Regions from separate parts of the Pan troglodytes genome. Here region 1 is linked to region 2. Evidence: chromatin contacts called from public Hi-C data. All regions are on one chromosome and are shown on one strand. Each heading gives the region's core, a stretch centred on a gene start, on an enhancer-like site or on the middle of the called end of the contact. The rest is flanking DNA. Distances are from core to core; before and after follow the strand shown. Region 1 overlaps VAV2 (vav guanine nucleotide exchange factor 2). Region 2 holds the start of VAV2 (vav guanine nucleotide exchange factor 2).

Region 1 (5,880 bases), core at 2,933-5,432, 210 kb after region 2:
TGCACACACACCCCACCCAGTACAGCCTGCTTACACACACAGTCACACACACCCCACCCAGCACAGCCCGCTCACTTCTGCCTCTTGTTTTCAAGGACTTGGCGATGTACATCAATGAAGTTAAACGGGACAAGGAGACCTTGAGGAAAATCAGCGAATTTCAGAGTTCTATAGAAAATTTGGTGAGTGAGACTGACTCTTCAGGCTAGGGAAGGTCGATGAGGACAGAACCTATAAAGTCACGTTCACAGCCCCAGTATTGAGTGAGCTCCATGGGCAGCCACACCATGGCTGCCTGTTGAGAGGCTGGTGCCCGGCAACTTCTGAGTTTGATCTCAGACCCCCAGCATCCACGCTTCCTTGCCCACGACAGCCAACCCAAGTGCCCTGTGCACTGAAGACTGCCTGTGCTCGGGGGGAGGGGGACGGGGAGGGGAGGGGACAGGGGAGGGACTGTATTCATTGCCCAGCCCCCCTTCTCCCCCAAGCCTAGACAGAAGACCCCTTCAAGTCCAAGAGGAGAACTGTGTCTCCCAGGGGCAGGAGACGCCCCCTGGTTCGTGGACTCCTGGCACACCCTCACCTTGACTCTCCCCTCCAGGGGCAATGGACAGGGTTTGGGCCCAGGCTCGGTGGGGCCGGCAGTCGCCTCTGCTCCTCGGACCCCATCAGGCAGGGCTGCCACCTCCTGGGACTCCCCAGAGCCTAGCCCTGCAGAGGCCAGGCTTGGGCTACCGAGTCAGTCACCTCGTCCTGCCTGGGGAGAGGGGATGCGCCACCCCAGGAAGCAAACTCCCTGGTCTGTGCTGACCAGAGCCGACTTCCCGAGGATCTGCTGGTTCTAACCTGGGCTTCTCCACCTCAGCACTGCTGACGTCTGGGGCCGGATCATTCTTGGTTGTGGGACCTGCCCTGTGCGTTACAGGATGTGGAGCAGTGTACCTGGCTGCCACCCACCAGACACCAGTAGCACCCCCACCCCCTCAAGTAATGCCAACCAGATATGCCTCTGGACATTACCAGAGGGTCCTTTGGGTGGCAAAATTACCCCTGGTGGTGAATCACAAACATTTTCACCCTGGTGATTTCACTCGCATGAAGCTGGCAGGGGAAGGTCCCCGATGGCCAGGCCACACCCACCCGGTGCCAGCAGCACAAAGAGAATGCCCTCCACGAACGTGGGGCACAGAAAAGCACCTGCGATACGTCGGCGATGAAAGGAAAAAAAATAAGCTTCTGAAGGGCATTATGATACTGCCCCCTTCATCTTTCATTTTAGAAAGAAATTAAAATGTGTGGGTGCAGAGGAGGCCAAGGACGGCCGCACCCTGCACCATCAGCACCTGGCGGGTCCGTGCTGCCGTGAGCTCCTGCGCGAGGCGTTCACAAATGCGTACAGTGAGCACGACGTGAGGAGAAAAGTTCGTTTTGTTTTGTTTTTTAAGTTTTTACATAGAAGTAATACTTGTTCATTAAACAGCAAGAACAGGCTGGGCGCGGTGGTCATGCCTGTAATCCCAGCACTCTGGGAGGCTGAGGTGGAAGGATCACTTGAGGTCAGGAGTTCGAGACCAACCTGGCAAATGTGGTAAAACCCTGTCTCTACTAAAAATACAAAAATTAGCCAGGCGTGCTGGCGGGTGCCTATAATCCCAGCTACTTGGGAGGCTGAGGCAGGAGAATCTCTTGAACCCGGGAGGCGGAGGTTGCAGTGAGCCACGATTGCGCCACTGCACTCCAGCCTGGGTGACAGAGTGAGACTACCTCAAAAACGACAACAGCAAGAATAAAACAGCATGGCCAGCAGGCGTCGAGCATCCCCATGAGCCAGGCCCTGTACCCAGTCCTGGCTCTGAATCCCGTCACCACAGGGAAGGTGGTGAGAGCTGAGATCAGAGGCCTGGAGCAAGTTGACTGGGACTATGTGGCACCAAAGCTGTCCTTGCAGCCTCTGGGGCTGAGACCTTGGAAGGAGACACTGAGCCTGTGCCTCGAGCACCTCCCAGGCAGGGCCCTGTTCTTGTCTTGAAGCATTTTCCTCCACCTTTTCCTGTCTGTGGACACTTTGAAAGCCACGCAGGGAACATGTCAAGAGAAGCTCTCTCTGAATCAGAAGAGTCACAGAGACAAAACCAGACAGACAACGAAAATGAACCTCAGCGAACCACACAGGGGTCTGAGTCGAAGCCTCACCCTTGGCAGGACCCCGGCCCCACCCGCCCTGCAGCAGATAGGCACTGTTTGTTCTCTCCTGAACGTGGGGCTTGGGCTTCTGGCTTTTCCGACCGGGTCCCGCTTGGGGCTCCACACAGCGGCGGCCTCTGTGAACGCAACTGGCACAGTCAATCGCCCTTTGTCCCAAGAGCTGAAGGGAGCCCCTTGGCGGGGCTGGCCAGGAAAGGGAGAGAAGCTGCCAGGCCCAGTTCCTTCCCGGTCTTCTGCACCCTCCCTCGTCCATCCTGAGCACCAGCTGGGAGCCACAGGGGCTGTTTCCCTTCGTCCCGCCTCTGCTGCCTGTGGGGAGTTCCCTTGGGTGCACGACAGTCTGCCCTGCCCCTGCGGTCAGGAGAACTGGGGCTGCTCCAGCCCCAGCTGACGGCCCCTCTCCTTCTTCCCAGCAAGTGAAACTGGAGGAATTTGGAAGACCAAAGATTGACGGGGAACTGAAAGTCCGGTCCATAGTCAACCACACCAAGCAGGACAGGTGAGCGGGGCGCGCGTTGTGGGCTGGGTGGCGTCCCGCCAGGGTCTGGCTCTCCCTCCCAGGGAGCCACTCCTAAGTGGCTCTGGAAGCCAGGCCTTCCTGTGGAAAGAGCTGCCTGGCGGTGGCTTTGTGTTGTTCAGTTTTAATTGCTTCCTTCCTTCTCGTCAGCGAGCGGGCGCCACAGCAGTGGGGCTTTTGTGCCCGTGGCGGGCACCAGGCTGGGCTGGGGCAGCCAAAGATGAGGGCCAGGCCCCTCACTGCCAATGCTCAGCCTCCAGGAACCCAAGACAGGCCCAGAGTGGTCGGATGGGCTCTTTGCCAAATGACTGCCGGAGAGTGTCCAGGCGCACGGTGGCCCAGGCTTGTCCAGGGCCCTCCTTGTGCACCTACTGTATGCTGGGGCAGGGGTCACAGCAGATCTGGGTCCCGCCCTCTTGAGGCTCCCAGTCCAGCGCGGGATCAACTGGGAGTAGCCATCGGGGGTCAGTGTTGCATGGGAGGCCAGCGTGGGGGATGCAGGAGCCCCTTGAAGGGCTCCTGGCACAGCCTCAGTCACGGGGGTAGGGAGCCAAGGAAGGCTTCCTGGAGAAGCAGTGTGGGAACAGCCGAGACCTGACCGAGGCTCAGCATTAGCCTGGTGAGCCAGGTGAGGGCAGGGCTCGCCCGGAGAGGAAGCCGCGTGCCAGAGCCTCAGGCTCAGCTCCTGCCGCCTCCTCGGAGCAGAGCACACAGTGCTGGGGTGCTGATCCCCCGCTGCGCTGCCTGGCCCAGGTACTTGTTCCTGTTTGACAAGGTGGTCATCGTCTGCAAGCGGAAGGGCTACAGCTACGAGCTCAAGGAGATCATCGAGCTGCTGTTCCACAAGATGACCGACGACCCCATGAACAACAAGGACGTCAAGAAGGTGGGGCCTTCCGGGTCCCCCCTGCTACCCAGGAACGTGGGGGTGGCCTGGAGAGAGGCACTGGGTTCCAGACCCCAGGGGAAGGGGACTCGAAGTCAGCCGCTGATGCTGGCCGGGTGGGTTGGGGTGGGCGTCTCCACTCTGCAGGAAGGCTCCTCTCTGAGTCACTGCCTCGCTGTCGTGACCACTGCTCATAGCAGGCCTGCTCCTCGCCGGGCCCAGCGCCCCCCAGAAAGGTGGGCAAGACCAGAATCCCACTCCCCAGTGAGGCGACTGAAGCAGAGGGGAGAGGCCACCCCAAGGCCTCTAGTGAGGGTGGGACTTTCAACCTTGGCTTTCCATCTGGCCAGCCTGACTCTAGCCCATGTTGTCCCTTGTAGCAAGCAGGCTTTCCTCTCCCGTCCCACCCTGCGGTGCTTGGAGGAGGGCTGTGGGTAGGTCTGGCTGTGGCTTGTCCAAGACTCTACATGTAGCTGGCTGGGGCCTGTGGCTGCTGGGGTGGGGCCAGGGCTGCAGGGGTGGGGCCTGTGGCTGCTGGGGCGGGGCCAGGACTGCAGAGGTGGGCCTGTGGCTGCCAGGGGGTGGGGCCAGGGCTACAGGGACGGGGCCGAAGCTGCTGTGGGGCAGGACCATGGCTATAGGGCTATTGCTGGCTGGCTGTCTGGTTCAGTCCTGCTTCAGCTGAGGCTTCTGCCCATGGCACTTGAGCACCTACCGTGTGCAGCCCTGGTGGGGTGGGGGGCGGGGCTCAGGAGCCCTTGTTCTGAAAGTCCAGTCCCTGGCCTCCAGGGCTGGCAGTGTAGCCCTCGTCCAGACCCAGCAAGTGCAGACTGGATGAGCTGTTGAGGGTGACCCTCCCTGCCCTCATGCCCAAAACAAGTAACTGGGGCCCATGAGGCAGTCCTGCCACCAGCACCCAACACTCTGGGAAGAAATTCCTTTCCCCGCTGATCACCCCACCCCCAGCCTGGGCACTGAGGGGTGTCCCACCTGCCAGGGCTCCTGGCGCCCCCACACTGCGGCACCCACCACAGGGCCGGGCTTAGCCTCTCACTGACCGTGTTCCCCTTCCTCTCCTCTCCATGCTTCCTAGTCTCACGGGAAAATGGTAAGCACCTAGCGCCCAGGTCCTCCCACCTGCCTCAATCATCCCAGCCTGGTGCTGGCACTTCTGCCCGGAGCCAGGGGACCCAGGGGCCTGAGGGGCTGGGCTCAGGGTTTTCTTGGTCCTTCGTCCTCCACTCCCTTTCCTGATGATGAAATGATTTGTATTCATGATGAAAGGCTTGCCCGCTAAGACAGTGTGAAAGGAAAACTCCGTGATCCTCAGTCCCTGGAGCTCGGGGTCAGAGGCTGGGGTTTCTTGGTCTCTCTTCAGCTCTCCATCATCCTTTTTGTTTTTCTGTGTTCTCTCCCTCCTCCCTCCCTCTTTCTCCCCTTTTCCTCTCTCTTTCCTTGTCTTTCCTCCTCCCATCCCCGCTCCACGCTTCCCCTCTCCATCCCTCCCTTCGTTCCTCTTTCCCGCCATCTTTTCTAACCCAGTAGGCTCCTATTTGCCAAACTCTTTTTTCTGGACCACTTTGAGAGCCCTTTGTCCGAGAGCTCGGAGAGATGGCGAGGCCTGTGGGGTGGCCGAAGGGGAGGCAGGGAAGGGGGCAGTTGTGGGTTGCTCAGTCGGGGATGGCTTCACGGAGGGTGCCCCAGGCCCATGGCTGTTCCCTGCCTTTTTGTTGTTACTGTTCTACTTCAGAGAAGTGAGGTTTTTTTAGCATCGCATTTAGGAAGTGAAAGTGGGTGGTCAGGCCTTGTGGAGGGGCCCTGGGTGGGGCCCTGCGCTCATCCTTCCTGGGATCCTGCCCCCGCTTAACATGCATCTACATATGCACTCGGTGGAGCATCCTCGCACATGGGCGCAGGCAGGAGTGCAGATCTGCCCAGGCATGTGTGTGTGCACCCACAGGAGAGCTCACACGGGAGAGCACCCACAGGAGAGCACCCACAGGAGAGCTCCTACAGGAGAGCACGCACAGGAGAGCTCACACAGCATGGGTGCATGTGCATCATACGAGTTAGGACGTGTGTACCTGCAGGGACAGATACAAGTGTGTGTGTGCACATGCTCACAGGAGCACTGGGCACACTCATGCACAGGTGCACACGCATAGACACGTGTGCAGGCACAGATGCACACCCATGCACGCAGGAGCACACTAGTATGCATGCAGAGGTGAAGGCACAAGCGCATATGTATTCTCACGTGAGGGTATGGGCA
Region 2 (6,728 bases), core at 3,049-5,548:
GCCGACCTCATCTGTAGCACAGTACGATGACAGTCCTCGCCTCCTAGGGTGTGGGCGGTCCTGGCTCAGGGCCTGGGTGCAGGAAGGACGTGCTGAGTGGTAGGTGGAGCATCACTCGTGGTGTGAGTGTCTGTCTGGGCAGAGAAGCCAGAGGGGAAGCCCAGCCATGCTGCCCACATAAGGGCAGCCACCTGTCTACCCACTCCTTCCTCCAAAGGTCTCCTCTCTGGGACCCCGAGGATCCAAGAGTCACCAGGCTTCCAGGACCTCCAGGATGCGTGGATATACTTCCAGCTGCCCTTCCCTCCTTTAAGTCAGATTCGGACCCTTCGGCTCCCGTTTCTTAGCCTTGCTACTCCTGCCTGTACTAAGGGCTCATTTCAGTACCACAGTGGGTGGGGGGGCGGTGTGCCTGTGGGCTCCAGGCACTGCGCTGTGTTGCTGACTCCGTATCCACGTGTTCTAGACATCAGATCATTTTCCCTCCCTCGTCACCTCCCCACCCACATCAGTGCATTAAGGGAAAGCAGAAAGTTCTAGGTGTGGAAAGCCCTTTCAGCAGCAGCCTCTATTTGGGGGTGCACACAAGTGTCAATAAGCCCTGGCGTTTGGACTTGGCTTTTTCCTGTGTTGCTGGGTGACCTTGGACAGCTCAGCAATGTGAGCTGGTTTTTATGTTGGACCACTCAGTACAATAACAGTAACTAGAAGTGATGGAGTGGCTTGTGGTTTAAAGGAGGTGACCATCACCTAGGCCAGCCACTCAGACTCAAGACACAGGATTGGTTACTGCAACTATGAATGCTGTTAAAATATAACGACTTGAAAGTGACAATGTGCGACGTAACTGCAATCTTACGTAGTGTAACGTTAATTCACATAGCAATAGTGTTAAAATATGCCACAAGTCAATAAATAAGATTATATTGCCTTTTATTTTTTATTTTTTTGAGATGGGGTCTCACTTTGTCACCCAGGCTGGAGTGCAGTGGTACGATCTCGACTCGATGCAACCTCTGCCTCCTGGGCTCAAGTGATCCTCCCACCTCAGCCTCCCAAGTAGCTGGGACTATAGGCGTGCACCACCATGCCAGGCTAATTTTTGTATTTTGGTGGAGACAGCGTTCACCGTGTTGCCCAGGCTGGTCCTGAACTCCTGGACTCAAGGGATCCACCCACCTCAGCCTCCCAAAGTGCTGGGATTACAGGCATGAGCCACCACATCCAGCCTCTGATTACATTGCCTTTTATAAGCTGTCTTTGGATCAGTTTAATGCATCTGTGGCTTCCGTGAAAGAATATATTGGGTTTAAAAATTACAGTTACAGTGATTTGCTAGATCTTACCTCCAGTGAGGCGGGAGCCCCGAGGTGCCCATCTGCACAGAAGAGAGACAGGGTGTCACTGAGGGCCGACTGGGTCCTTGCTGGCTGCGGAGGACAGGTGGAAAGGTGGAAGTGGGTCCAAGGAGAGGGGGCCTGGGGCTTGGTGGGGGTGGGCCAGGAGGGGGCAGATGCTGGACAGAACAGGAAGGTGGACTGCTGGGACTCGTTGCCCGCATGGCTGCCGGGGAGAATGAGACAGGAGCTCAGGAGGACACTGCGGTTTATTGTTCAATGCCTGAGATCATGGCAACGCTGAATTCCTTTGTGGTTTAAAAATCAACTCCTGCCCAAGCTCTCCATCCTCCATGTCACCCTCTCCTAGTCACTGCAACCATGATCAATCTCTGGTTGTCAACTCAAACCTCAGTTTCTCCTGGAAGCCTTGCCGCTCCCTCCCCGGGTGTGCCCTGCCTCGTGCCCTCCTCCGCCGCCTGTGACCCTCCCCCATACTTGGGGTATGTGGCCCATGCTGGCACTTCTCGTTCCCTGGTTTAATCTACTCGGCTGGACTGGCAGCTGCTCACTGGCAGTCTATGTAAGCAGCTCCCCCTGGAGCCCATCTCCAAGGTGTGATGGGACTCTCGCCCCCTGGAGGTGTGCAGCAGGCAGTCCTGGCGGACAGCCCTGAGTCCAAGTGGACGTGGATGGTGGTAGGATTTTCCGGAACAGCGTCCCCTCTATTGGTCTTCCTGGCATGTGCCTTGAGTCCACACAGTCTCAACCTGTTCATCATTACACTCACACTAAAGGTTACAAAGGGAGCTCCTGCCCCATTTTCTTTACCTTTTATTTTATTTTTGAGACAGGGACCCACTGTGTTGCCCAGGCTGGTCTTGAACTCCTGGACTCAAGCCATCTGCCTGCCTGAGCCTCCCAAAGTGCTGGGACTACAGGCGTGAGCTGCTGTACCTGGCCCCACCAAACTTTTATTCTTTGATTCACATCCATCCTGCCCTCGGAGCCTCCAAGGATTCTGGGAGGTGCACAGGGCCGGTGAATGTCCTATGCAGATCAGGACCTGGGAACCCGGGAGGCCTGAGTGGCTCAGGGCCACTGTGGTGAAGTCTGTGTCTCCTGACTTGGGTCTCTCAAGGGTCAACCCCAGATTTTCTGTGCAGCCCCTCCTGGGTGCAGCCAGGTGCCCTGTGGTGACAGCACCACCAGGGGGCAGCAGGTACCCATGGCATTGTTGGCGGGCGGCTGCCTGGGTCCCAGACCTGGCCGGTCCTCTTGGCCAGAGCAGGCAGGCCCAGGACAGTGAGGACAGAGGCCCCCTTCTTGCTGAGGGAGCCACCTGGGGAAAGAGATATTTAGTGCATCAATGCGCCGTGCTCCAGGCGAGGGGTTGGGAGAGTGGGTAGCTCTTCTTCCTCTCTGAGCCCTTTCTGTCCCAGCACAGTGGGAAGCCTCTGGGTAATTTATCTGTCCATTCTTCACAAGCAAGTCCGGTGGGAGCCGGGTCTCCCCGCTCTAGAGAGGAGGGGATGAGGCTTTGCAGGAGGAGGGATCAGTGTAGGCTCTCAGATGGGGCTGGAGGGCCCCGCTCAGGTTTCACTCCTGGCTTTCTTATTTCTTAGGGAGATGCTGATGGGTCCACCTGCTGCCCCATCTTGCTTCGGTGAGGAAAGCTCTCCCCCTTGCCCTAAAGGTGCCCACTGCTGCTTCCTCGGGGAAGGGCAAGAGACCGGAGCCCCCGCCTCACCAGCCACCTGGCCTGAGTTTACTGCTGCAGGGGCCAGCTCCTTCCTGACCTCTCTCTACGGGCCAGACCCTAAGCTGGGACCCCCTGCTTCCACCTCAAGTGGAGAAGGGGTGAGTCTGACTCTGCAGAGACCAATTTCCAGGACAGGACCCCCATCGGAGGCCCTGGGCCCAGGGGACCCTCTCTGGGCTCGCATCCCCGTTCCGGCCCCTGCGCAGGGAAGCCACGGGGTAAGGGGTCCGGGGGCTGCAGTGCGGCCCCAGCTCATACAGGCCCAGGATTCCACCGGAGTCCAGGGTGGGAGCCCTCAGACACCGCACCCCAGCCTCCGGGCTGAGCCAGTCTCAGAGAAGGGCTTGGACTTGCCTGGTGTCCCCCAGTGAATCAGCAGTGAAAACCCGCGGTTCCCGGCAGCTGAGCCAGGATCCATATAATTTCAGTTGCAGAATCTGTTTGTCCTTGAAGCCCCTCCTACCGTCACACGTTGCCAGCTGGACAGACCGCACCCCCACCACCCAGGGTGTGGCCTAGAAGGGAGATCAGGGCGGATCAGCACCGGGGCCGGCTGCGATCCTGGGCCGGAGAGCACCTTCCTGCCCTCACTCATGTCATGCATTCCGCCCTGGACGCCAGGAACTGCCCGCTGGGCAGCTGCAAGTGGCCAGGACTTTGGCCAAAAGCTGGGGAATCCTGGCCTTTATGCAGGGTCGGGGGTCTTCCTATGGGCCCCCGGCCAGGGCGGAGGACAGGAAGAGGGCTCTGGGAGTCCTGGGCCCGTGTGCCTTCAGCCTCAGCCTCGGGTATCCCGCCGGGGCGGCTTGATGGGCCAAGGGGGCTCAGGAAGCTTCGGCCCAGCCCGGTGCCCTCTCCCGAGTCTGTCGTTACCGAACGGCCATGCGAGGGCGCCCAGCGCGACAGGGACCACCTCCTGACCTCCACGGAGGACCAAAGGCACCCGGGGGGACGCCCGGCCATCACTCCACGGGCGAGGTCGCTCCCCCAGGGAGAAGGGCTCCCCAGAGTCCGAGCGCCCTTGGAGAAAGTCGGCCGGACCTGGGCCTGCGCCGCAACCCCCGCCCACCGCAACTTTCGCGGGCGGTAGCGGGGCAGGAAGTGGGGGGGCGGGGGCGGCGCTTGGGACGCGGGGAGGTGCCAGGCGAGTGCTCCGGCCCCGCCCCTGCCCCGCCCGGCCGTGGCCGCGCCCCCTGCGCCCCAAGCGCCCCGGAGCCGCGGAGCCGCCGAGCCGCGGAGTCGTCGAGTCGCAGCGCCGGGCGTGGGGACTGCGGGTGGGGCGAACAAAGCGGCGGCGACGCGGGCGGCCCAGGCCCGGGACGCGCGGAGCGAGCGACCCCGCCGGGCCTTTGTCTCGGGCGGGGCAGGAGCCGCGGCGGCCGCGGGGCGCCCCGAGCGCAGAATGCGGCGCCCGGCGGCGCGGATTGGGGAGCGCTGCGGCGACTGGCTGCGTGGAGCCCGGCTCGGGGCCCGCAGGCACTTGCGTGTGTGAAGCGGGGAGATCCGGCGCGCTGCCCCTTGCTCGCCCCGCGGCCGCACGTGGGCGGGAGCGGCGGCCCGAGAGGAGCCCGAGGAGGAGGAGGAGGAAGAGGAGGGGACGCACGGCGGCGCAGCGGGGGACCTGGGGCAGCGCGCGCGAAGCCCCGCCCCGGCCCTGAGCCCCGCGCGCGCGGGCGGGATGCCCCGCGGCCGCTGCACTTTGGCTCCAGCACTGCTCTGAGCCGGTCGGGCCCGCGGGCGCCATGGAGCAGTGGCGGCAGTGCGGCCGCTGGCTCATCGACTGCAAGGTCCTGCCGCCCAACCACCGGGTGGTGTGGCCCTCGGCCGTGGTCTTCGACCTGGCGCAGGCGCTGCGCGACGGGGTCCTTCTGTGCCAGCTGCTGCACAACCTCTCCCCCGGCTCCATCGACCTCAAGGACATCAACTTCCGGCCGCAGATGTCCCAGGTGAGCGCCCGGCGGGCGGGAGGGCCCCGGGGCTGCGGCGTTCGCGCTGCCCGACGCGCGGACTGAACGCGGAGGTCGCAGCGGCGGCGGCCCAGGCGCCCTGGCTGGGGCGGCCGGGCTCCGGGACGCGGGCGGGCGGCTGGAGGGTGCGCCCCGGGTCTCCGAGACGCGACCTCAGGAGGCGCGAAGTTGGCCAAAGTCCCCCCAGCCTGGGTCGCGCCGCCGCCGCCCGCGGGCACTGCTCTGGTGCGCCGGTTGCGCGGTCTGCGCGGCCTGGGATAGGGGAGGCTCTGGCGCTGCGCTCGCTCTGCGGGGCCCTGCGAGTGGCCCCTCATTCCCCAGGGAGCCTGCCGAGCCGGGTGTGCGCGTCGTGGGTCGCATCCTCGGGCCTCGCGCCTCCTGGCCGGACGCCGGTGGAAGAGCGGGCGCGGTCGCTGCGCCGGCCCGGGGCGCGGCTGGAGGGCCCGGGAGGGGCGCGGGGCGGGAGCCCTCGGGGCCGGAGGGAGCTGGGTTCGCCCCGGGCACCGCCCCCTCGCCAGCCTCCGCCTCTTCCCGGACCCGGACCCGGGCCACTTGGCGCCAGTCCTGGCTCCCGGGTCGAGCCGCCCCGAGGATCCCCAGGGCCACTTGGCCCCAGTCCTGGCCCCCATCGCTTTCCCAACACCCCCACCCCTCCTTCGGGCGCTGAGCGTGGCCTTTGTCGCGGCGGAGGCACGCGTGCGGCCGCAGGGCCAGGCAGGAAAATGCCTGCCCCGCCGAACGGAGCTGCTTTTCTTGGCCTCTTAGAGGGAACTTGGCTAAGACTTGAGAGAATCGAGGCTTCCGTCCTGTTCTCCGGGGGTCGCGGAATCCTTACCGGGAGCAGCTTAGAAGAGGTCGGGGGAGGCAGAGGGGGTGGCAGCCGGGTCCACCCAGCGCCGAGGAGGTGCGATCTTCCAGCCAGCTCAGCAGCCCCTCACCGCGCGCAGTGGCAACTCCATGTGGAGAGGGACCATTCACCAGTGGGACTTAGGACGTGGTTCCTGGGAAGGAGGGAGAGTGAGTCACCAGCGATTCCAGGCTGGGCTGCGAGGCCTCTGCCCTTTGGCGGTGACTGCGTTTCCTAGGAGACCGGGCCTTTCTCTGCCGGGTTGGGGGGCGCTGACAAAGGCAAGCCCTGAGGGGAAGGGGCCGCCTTCCCACTGGGTAATGATTACCTAGCACTGCCTGGACCGGCTTAGCAGGAGCCCTCAGAGGCCTCCCTGGGAGCCAGCCCCTCTTCCCGCAGGATGTCAGTGGTCAGGTGCAGGTGGCGGGGGTGGCGGTCACCGCTGCAGAGGGCTTCCCCAGATCTGTTCTCAGAGCCCCACGGGGACTGGGAGGTCTGGACTCCATTTTATGGCTGGAGAAACTGAGGAGAAGGGTAGCTGTGGGGGAGCAGGGCTGGGCCTCGAACCAAGGCGGCTGCCTTTGATATGAGTTCCAGGGGCTGCCCAGGCTGACTTGCTCGGGCAGGATTCCCTGCTGCTTGCAGGCTGGGGCTCAGGGCAGAGGCAGGGCAGCTGGGTCCGCACAGAGGAGGCTTGGGAGGAACCCAGCCTTGCCTGGTGGACTCGCTGGGTCCGGGGGCTGCCCCTCCCCAGCTGTGGTTTGGGAAGATGGGAAGAGGAGGGGGCCGTGGCTGTGGCAGGTGGCTTGGCTCAG

Evidence for each region. A called contact is a pair of places that touch in the nucleus more often than the background predicts.
Region 1: a Hi-C map of stem cell-derived neural progenitor cells shows a contact between it and region 2, with 8 times the contacts expected there. The contact joins the enhancer-like site here to the promoter of VAV2 in region 2. A contact is called at or near these places in 6 of 7 Hi-C or Micro-C datasets (blood, induced pluripotent stem cells, a lymphoblastoid cell line and 1 more), 1 of 1 datasets of contacts at active chromatin or transcription factors (stem cell-derived excitatory neurons) and 1 of 1 other capture datasets (stem cell-derived neural stem cells).

Annotation. Positions count from the first base shown.
Region 1 is chr11:4,614,734-4,620,613 of NHGRI_mPanTro3-v2.0_pri, forward strand. VAV2 (vav guanine nucleotide exchange factor 2) reads left to right here. Exons shown (of 29, transcript XM_054658485.2): 12 at 96-182; 13 at 2,619-2,704; 14 at 3,476-3,608; 15 at 4,702-4,716. Among named protein-coding and RNA genes, the nearest start is that of SARDH, 43 kb to the right of the region's middle. Within about 2 kb of position 4,183, at least 8 of the 24 cell types and tissues checked have an H3K27ac peak or open chromatin away from gene starts, as enhancers often do. A contact at or near this core is called in induced pluripotent stem cells, stem cell-derived neural progenitor cells and stem cell-derived neural stem cells, where this site is marked.
Region 2 is chr11:4,405,722-4,412,449 of NHGRI_mPanTro3-v2.0_pri, forward strand. VAV2 (vav guanine nucleotide exchange factor 2) reads left to right here and starts at 4,299. Exons shown (of 29, transcript XM_054658485.2): 1 at 4,299-5,045. The coding sequence starts at 4,842.